Regions from separate parts of the Mus musculus genome. Here region 1 is linked to region 2. A link is a contact called in public HiChIP or PLAC-seq data. All regions are on one chromosome and are shown on one strand. Each heading gives the region's core, a stretch centred on a gene start, on an enhancer-like site or on the middle of the called end of the contact. The rest is flanking DNA. Distances are from core to core; before and after follow the strand shown.

The links. HiChIP or PLAC-seq counts read pairs in DNA pulled down with a chosen protein or histone mark.
Region 1: a contact with region 2 is called in an H3K27ac HiChIP or PLAC-seq map of neural progenitor cells, with 6 times the contacts expected there. The contact joins two enhancer-like sites. A contact is called at or near these places in 7 of 484 Hi-C or Micro-C datasets (the G1E-ER4 cell line, cerebellar granule neurons, cortical neurons and 3 more), 2 of 115 datasets of contacts at active chromatin or transcription factors (neural progenitor cells and stem cell-derived neural progenitor cells) and 1 of 9 other capture datasets (liver).

What each region holds. Positions count from the first base shown.
Region 1 is chr12:83,341,292-83,345,325 of GRCm38.p6, reverse strand. The region is part of intron 3 of Dpf3 (D4, zinc and double PHD fingers, family 3); the gene reads left to right. Among named protein-coding and RNA genes, the nearest start is that of Dpf3, 140 kb to the left of the region's middle. Within about 2 kb of position 2,570, at least 39 of the 459 cell types and tissues checked have an H3K27ac peak or open chromatin away from gene starts, as enhancers often do. A contact at or near this core is called in cortical neurons and neural progenitor cells, where this site is marked.
Region 2 is chr12:83,132,509-83,136,370 of GRCm38.p6, reverse strand. Rgs6 (regulator of G-protein signaling 6) reads right to left here. Exons shown (of 17, transcript NM_015812.4): 16 at 2,627-2,716. Gm51988 (a long non-coding RNA gene) reads left to right here. Exons shown (of 3, transcript XR_003950211.1): 3 at 2,566-2,644. Among named protein-coding and RNA genes, the nearest start is that of 1700030I03Rik, 13 kb to the right of the region's middle. Within about 2 kb of position 2,305, at least 26 of the 459 cell types and tissues checked have an H3K27ac peak or open chromatin away from gene starts, as enhancers often do. A contact at or near this core is called in cortical neurons and neural progenitor cells, where this site is marked.

The sequences.
Region 1 (4,034 bases), core at 1,321-3,820, 210 kb before region 2:
AAGAGAACACCAATGCCAGCCCAGGCTACTATACCCAGCAAAACTCTCAATTACCACAGATGGAGAAACCAAGGTATTCACAGTGAATTTATGTTGGAGACAACCAACCCACCTTTTCACACTTCTGGGGTGGGCGTTCCTGGACATGTCCTAAGAATTTGGTGATGTTCAAGCTTCTTAGGCTCACTGTTGACAGCATCCTGGAGTGTCTTGTCTGTCCGTGGGAGAAGGGACCCTGGTCTGTGTGAACTCAGTGTTGCTGCTTGGGGCTTAATTGCCCATGTCATGAGTAGCCTCCATGTCAGATCTTCCAGAGAAGAGCATGATGCCCACCTGCAGTTCATCTTCCAGTCTTCCTTGAGCTCCCCAGAGACCCTCATGGGCTAGGTGCATAATAGCTCTTCCTGTGTCTGGACTGAGTTTGGTAGGTTGTCAGGGAACTAGGTCTGGGCACAGGGAGAGAGGCTGTGTTTGGCAGTCTAGAGATCCCCTGAAGAATGTTCTGGCATGACTTCCTTGCACTTCTGGAAGGACAGAGGTCATCTTCTATGAGGAGACTCCCAGGGTGGGGAGAAAACGAGCCTCATCCTCGTCTGGCTGCCACTAAGTCCTTTGCTCCTGGACAGAGTTATGGCTGGATGGAGGGGCTCCTCGGTCCGGTTGTTTCATTCTACCTCTGTCACTGTGACCATGTCATCCCTTCTATATTTATTTCTTGTTGGGAAGACAAATGTGTGTTGTGGGAAGAATTCTTTGGAGTCTCAGAGTATCCATATTGTCCCTGGAACTCTGTGTTTCTCAAGCCCCCACCCCCACCTCCAATTTATCATGAGTAAAGGTCTCATAGTCTCCCACCTGCCTGGTGTCTGAAGGACAACCCACACCACACTGTTTCTCTCAGTTGAGTTACAGCTGAGGACAGTAGTCTCTGTAGCTTGCACTTCCTACAGCAGGAAATCTGGGGCTAGTGAGGGGCCTTCTCCTGGTCACTCCTCCAAGAAGAGATCTCTATGCTTCAGAGGGAGGGTGTCAGCAGATGAGAAAGCTGTGAAGCAGGGCAGGTAGTAGGCAAAAGCTATTTCATTCAAGAAGGAACCTCTAACCTTTCCTCCCTCCCTCCCTCCCTCCCTCCCTCCCTCCCTTCCTCCTTTCCTTTCTTCCCTCTCTCCTTCCTCTACCTCTTCCTCCTTCCCTTTCTTTCTTTCTTTCTTTCTTTCTTTCTTTCTTTCTTTCTTTCTTTCTTTCTTTCTTTCTTTCTTTCTTTCTTCCTTCCTTCCTTCCTTCCTTCCTTCCTTCCTTCCTTCTTTCTTTTTTCCTTCAAGACAAGGTGTCTTAGCCAGGGTTTCTGTTCCTGCACAAAACATCATGACCAAGCAGCAAGTTGGGGAGGAAAGGGTTTATTCAGCTTACACTTCCATACTGCTGTTCATCACCAAAGGAAGTCAGGACTGGAACTCAAGCAGGTCAGGAAGCAGGAGCTGATGCAAAGGCCATGGAAGGATGTCACTTACTGGCTTGCTTCCCCTGGCTTGCTCAGCTTGCTTTCTTATAGAACCCAAGACTACCAGCCCAGGTATAGCACCACTCACAAGGGGCCCTCCCTCCTTGATCACTAATTGAGAAAATGCCTTACAGCTGGATCTCATGGAGGCATTTCCCCAACTGAAACTCCTTTCTGTGTGATAACTCCAGCCTGTGTCAAGTTGACACACAAAACCAGCCAGCACACAAGGTCTCACTATGAAGCTCTGGCTGTCTTGGAACTCACTATGTAGACCAGGCTGGACTCAAACTTATACAGATCCACCTGCTCTGCCTCCAGAGTGCTGGGACTTATGGTGCACAACACTAAACTTTTTTTTTTTTGGTGGGTGGGGGGAATTATTCCTTAATATCTCTGTGGATTAAATGCTTGACTAGTTGAGCATCTTTCAACTCCAGACCTTTGGTCCCTGTGGCCCTGGGAAGATACAGAGATATATCTTCATATTAGAGAATGGGAAACTGTGGTGCAGATGAGGAAGTTAATTTCTCAAGGGTGTCGGTGGTGAAGCCAAGGGTTACTACAGGGAGCAGGTCAGGACTGGCACTGTTCTCTCTAGGACCTGACGCACACACTTATCCAGGTGCTTGAAAATGGAGAGCTTTAGACGTCGGAATCTTTCCTGCTCCCCTCGAACCTGAGGCCTTGCCAGCACCCCTGGCCTGAATCACTCAGGCAGCATCAGGCTCTTTGCCCTTCCTGCAGAATCCCAAGGGTAGCAGGAGGGAAGGCTGCCAGAAATGGCTTCTAGTTCCTTCTCCTCGTTTTCTTGTTCTGGGCAGCCTTTCAATGACTAGAGATGAATGACCAGGCAGGGTGTACTTCCTTCCTTCCTCTGGCTGCTGGGGGGACTGACAGGAGGGTGGGAGACTGTAGCTCAGGATGCCCCAAAGCAGAGAAAGTCATAAGGTAGCCAACAAACCAGGGACAAAGACCCTCAGAGGGGCACCTCCAAGGGAAAGGTTCAGGAGGAGGTCTGAGCCTGCCCAGGGTGCTGTCCCTGCTGCATGGAACTGCCAGAACTCCACAGATGGGAGCAGGCAGTGGCCAACTTCCTCAGCTCCTGCAAATCCTGCATCTTAATTAGTTCCCTACTGTTTTTGTCCATGGCCCACATTTTAATAGTCTCTAGGCTTCTTCCACCATTTGCTCTCTGATGCTTGATGTGATTTCTCTTCTCCCCAAGACAGCCCCCCCCCCCACACCCTCCCGTCCAGGAACAGCTTAAGGAACGCTGATGTGCCAGGCATGTAGGTTGAGATTGATGGGGCTGTCGGCGGCGGGCTCCTGTGCCCCCCAGCCATCCCCCTCTGCCAGGCGCACTCCTTAGATGGATGAGTCGGGTGGGGGTGGGCACAAGGGAGGGCAGTGGAGAAGTAAAGCCCTTAGCTAGGTGTGAGCCAGTGGCCAGCGTGACCTTCTGCTGGGCCTGCTATGGATGCCGCTGTGTCCTTCCAAGAGAGAAGGATGCCGGCTCCCACCCCCCATCTGTCAGTGTTTATCTGTCTCTGTGTGTGTGGGGGTTTCTGGGCTTGGTATGGCCAGGAGAATGGATGCCTTCAAGTGCATCCAGGGAAATGACCTGTCATTTATCTCTTTCCTGCAATGTCAGAGCCTGCAGCCATCTATCCTAGATGCCCGCATTGGCCGCCTCTTCTGCTCCTGGTGGCTCCCGGGAGGAAGGTAGCTAGCTGGGCAGGCCTTCAGCCTTCTTCATGCTGCAACTGCCGGTGCCCCGGCACCTGCTCCCTGGCTTCCTGAAGTCTCGGGTGGCAGAACTGGAGTCAATAGAACTTAGGGGCTGTTTTGGCACTGCTTGTGTTCCTGACAAGGGACCAAGGCCTGGAGCTAGAAGAGGGCAGAGTAGCCGCATGGCTGCTGCAGCTTCCAAGGCTTCATTTTGTAGATGGGCCAGAGGGTCCCATGTTTAGAGCAGGGGCCCGAAGCCTGAGAATCACTTAAGTCTGCTCTTGCATACTTTCCTCCCACCTCGGTCTTCTCATGGACAGGCACAGTGCAGGGACCCATCTTCTTCATCTGCATCCCTAGAAGCCGGCATAAGGCCTGGGACATGGTACATGAATGATAACGATTTGTTAAATGAAGCTGGGAGAACACACTGAGTTCTCCTATATACTTTCCCGGATGAGGGAAGTTGAGAGACGGAGATGCCTTGGCCTAGAGCTGGGCTTCCTGTCCAGCTCTGTCATTGTCCTGGGCCTATATTTAGTCATAGGTTATAGACTCCTTTCCTATTCTCATAATCTACTGGAGAAAGAAAACACTGAATAGATACCACAAGGCCTGGATCCAAGTTCAGATCCCTCAATCACTAGCTTTGGAAGCTTGGGCGGTTACCTGGGAGACCAGACCCTGATTCTTCACATATGAAACGTGGGTAATGGTAGACTTTTTTTCTTTTTTAGGTCTGTTCTAAAGGCCATGTGGAGTGGAGGCAGGGTGAGGAGGCATAGAGATGTTGCCTCCCCAG
Region 2 (3,862 bases), core at 1,056-3,555:
CAGTAGTGTGGACACACACTCTCACCCACACACACACACATACACACAGAGTGAATACTTGCAACTCGGGAACTGAAGAAGCAGCTAGGTGTGCCTGTGGGTCTGGAATGTGCTAGAAGCAGAGGGGTCTGGCAAAGGCAGTTGTCCTTGGCATCCACCCATGCCCTCTGCTGACTCAGCCAGCTCCGGAAAGACAGATAGGAAGTTGTAGAAGGAAAACACACAACACAAATGACACATGTCCATAGGGTTTAGATGGGCTTTCATCTCATATTTGACCTTCAGGATCCGTGTCTGGCCCAAATCCACTCTGCTACGGAGATGGCAAAGCTCAGTGCTCACCCTAAAGGTATCAGATGGTAGCTACTGAGACAAGTCAAGCCCGTTCCAGGTCTAGAATTCTGGAGCTGACATCCTTATTCCCTAGCCATCTAGTTGGGTCTCCTTTGAGCTGCTGTAGAATCCCAGCATCACAACATCATCCCTGTCTATCAAAATCCAGATCCCTCACCCTTAGAATCTAGTTCTCCAGAGCAGTTACCCTCTCCTCCGAAGATAGCAGAAGAGAGCAAGAGTTGGGGAAGAGAGAACTAAAGGCTGAGCTCCTGGACTCGACCAGGCATGACTCTAGGCCTAAAATGGAGGCCAATTCTTACCCTACCTCTGTGGTTGGAGGTCGGAAATCTCACACACCCTTCTGTAAACTGGGTATTGCTATCACAGGGTGAGCACCACTGGAATCAGAAGATGCTCTGGGCCTTCCTGAAGGTGCTGAGTATCAAATCTGATGCCCAGAGACTCTCAGGAAGACATGGATGGGAAAGCACCACTATTGAAAAGAGATCAGCCAGTGCTCGGGCTTTGTGCTGTAAGAGCATCCCTTAATTGGAGGGCTCAGGGATAACTGTGATGCCCTTCATTTGTAACTTTTCTCAGGGAGGGGTTAATTCCTTCCCACACTCCACTGACCTCCTGAAGGCTGTGCTGTTGGGAGGATCTACAAACTCAGCTGGTTCAGCCCACTTCCTGGATTGAAGTGATTCTTCCATTTGCGTTCACACCCATGGGGAGACGAAATGCTTTTGACCCAAAGGTTTACATAGGTAGGCACAGATTGATGAAATTGTTAGAGCCATAAGTGTCCCCTAAACATGGTCAGTTTAGGGGGCTTGAGCCTCAAGAAATAAGAAATGCTTTGTTTGAATTTCTCCCCTGAGATTTGGGGTATAAGTACTCCAAGTCCATAACCTTGATCTTTTTTTTCCAGTGCTTAAATAGTGGGTACCAGAGTCACTGTGTGTGGAAGCCTCAGCCTCCCTCTACTAGAATCCATCCTCCAACAAGGGAATTGGCAAAAGACTAGTTTTCACATTCTCTAACCCAGGGTCTATATTCAAAGGAAGGGCTTGGGAACCACCAGAGCTGAACTTTTGACAACAGACCTTCCAGAACTCCTTTCATCTTTCCCAGAGTCTTGGGAGTTCTTCTGATGGTTGTCTAAGAACAGGAAGGTGGACATAGATGTTCTTCGGGACTCTGGAGTTACATGGCACCAACCAGATAGGCAGACAGGCAAACATGAGGTACAGTTGCCAATACACAGAGAAGGATGTGGGGTTGAGAGGCGATCTGACAGAAAGCCTGTGGGTGGACAAGTGTGTGCTTGGGTACAGGGATTGAAGACCTGGTGTGAAGAAGAAAGGTGTGTGTGTGTGTGTGTGTGTGTGTGTGTGTGTGTGTGTGTGTGTGTGTGTGCATGTGCGCGCACGCATATGTATGCAGTAAGATTGGAAGTGGTAGATTGGGAGCTGAAAGTGGACAGAGGATTGGCAGGCTCTCCAGACCCATGAGCCCCCTCTTGTCTTTCCCTTTCCTAGCCCCATGTACCATTCTATATTCCTTCTCTCCAGAAATCCAGCTAAATTTGGCCCTGTTCTAGGGACCCTCACCACCTGCATGCTGAGGGCTTTAGGGTTCTGTGAACCAAGACTCCAAGGGCTGTAAGAGCCATGATTTAATTTCAAGTGGAAGAGGAGGAAGTGGCTGGAATGTAGTTACTTCCTGGTTCAAAGAAGAAGAACTTTAGAGGCAACAGTGCTGTAAGGAGAGACCCATGGCCAATCTTGGCGATTATTTGGATAGCTAAAAGATCCCCTTAACATCGACAAGACCTTTCTTTCCCAGGACGGGGTTGGGTTCGTTTGCTCCCTTTCTAGTCTGGCTAAAGAGGGAAGGACTGTTGAGAGTGACTAGAGGAAACTGGCAGTGAAAGTCTCTCTGGTATCCTAAGAGATTTGCTTGGGTCACTGCCAACCTGACTTTCTGGAGCTGAGCTACTTTGGCAATGATATCTGGTCACACTCCTCTCACTACAGGCAAAACAGGCAGGCAGAGGCCCGGAGACACTAAGGCAGACTGCATATCCTGTATATCAGGGGAAGGGGGACATCTGGAACTGTAACCTTCCTCACTGTTTACGATCGGAGGGTAGCAGACAGAGGAGGGGAGAGAAGAAAGGAAAAAAATAAATAAAACCCAAGGGATGATATTCTCATTTCACACCAGCAGCAAGCAGCAGCAAGAGTCGACAGTGCTAAGAAAGGCAAGCTCGCCCTTCCCAAGATACCTTCTTCTTGGCCAGCAACAGATCCTGGTAAGCGTTGGACCGTAGGAAGCGGGCATAGCTGTCACTCTTCATCAGCTTGTAGATGTGCTCCTGGAGATGGAGGGGAGTAGAGAGACAGAGAAGGAACCATCAGTTGAAGCTAAAGGAAACTGCAACCCAACTGACCTGGGGGTGGGTGGGCAAAGGAACCTAGGAATGTTTGAATGGAGTGAGGAAAACTTGCCATGTGTCCCACCTCGCCCACATCTCATGTAAACCAAGAGATAAAGAAACAAACAAAATGGTATTTTTCTCTCACAAAGCAAGAGATCCTTGAGGTTCATGTCTCAAAGGATTTGTTCAGGTCTGGGTGTCATGTTGGGGTATTTAATGGTTATAGCCACAATAACTAACAGCAATTGGAAGAAATAAACTACTGGTATACACTCAAACTAGGGAGAATCTCAAGGGAATTAGGATGAATGAAAAACTTGGCCCTCACTTGTACTATATGATTCCATTGATAGAATATTCTTAAAAGGATGGATTAGAGAAATAGATTAGTAATGGCCAGAGGTTAGGGATGGGAGAAATGGGTGGTTATAAGGCAACAGGAAGGATCTTTGTGGTGATGGGTGGTTCCGAATCTTGACACATGTACACAGGTGATACAGGTGTGAAGGATGGAGTACACATGAATACATGTACAACTGGTAAACCCAAATGAAATCAAAGGATGCTGCTACACCGTTACAATGAATGCAGTAGTCTGCTACAGGTTCTCAAGATGCTGCCATGAGGGAGTTGAATAAACAAGTCCATCTCTCTATTCTTTAACAACTTTCTGGTATCTACAAGTATCTCTAAATAACAAGTCCAACTTTAAAAATAGCCAAAAGAGTCTGAGGAGATGGCTCAGTGGGTAAGAGTTCTTGCTGTGCAAACATGAGGACCTGGGTTTGAACTCCCAGCACCCATGTGAAAAACTGGGTATGGCTGTTGCATGTGCCTACAAACCCAGTGCAGCAGGGGCCAGAGACAGGAGAGTTGGATCTCTGGGGCTTGATGGCTGCCAGCCTAGTTCCAAGATTCCAAGATCAGTGAGACATTGTCTCAAGGCAAGAAAGGGAAGGACAATGGAACAGGATAATTGACATCCTCCTCTGACCTCTGTATATGTACACACCATACCATGCATATGGACATGCGTGCTTGTGAGCTCCTGCATGTGCATGCATGCATGTGCATGCACACATA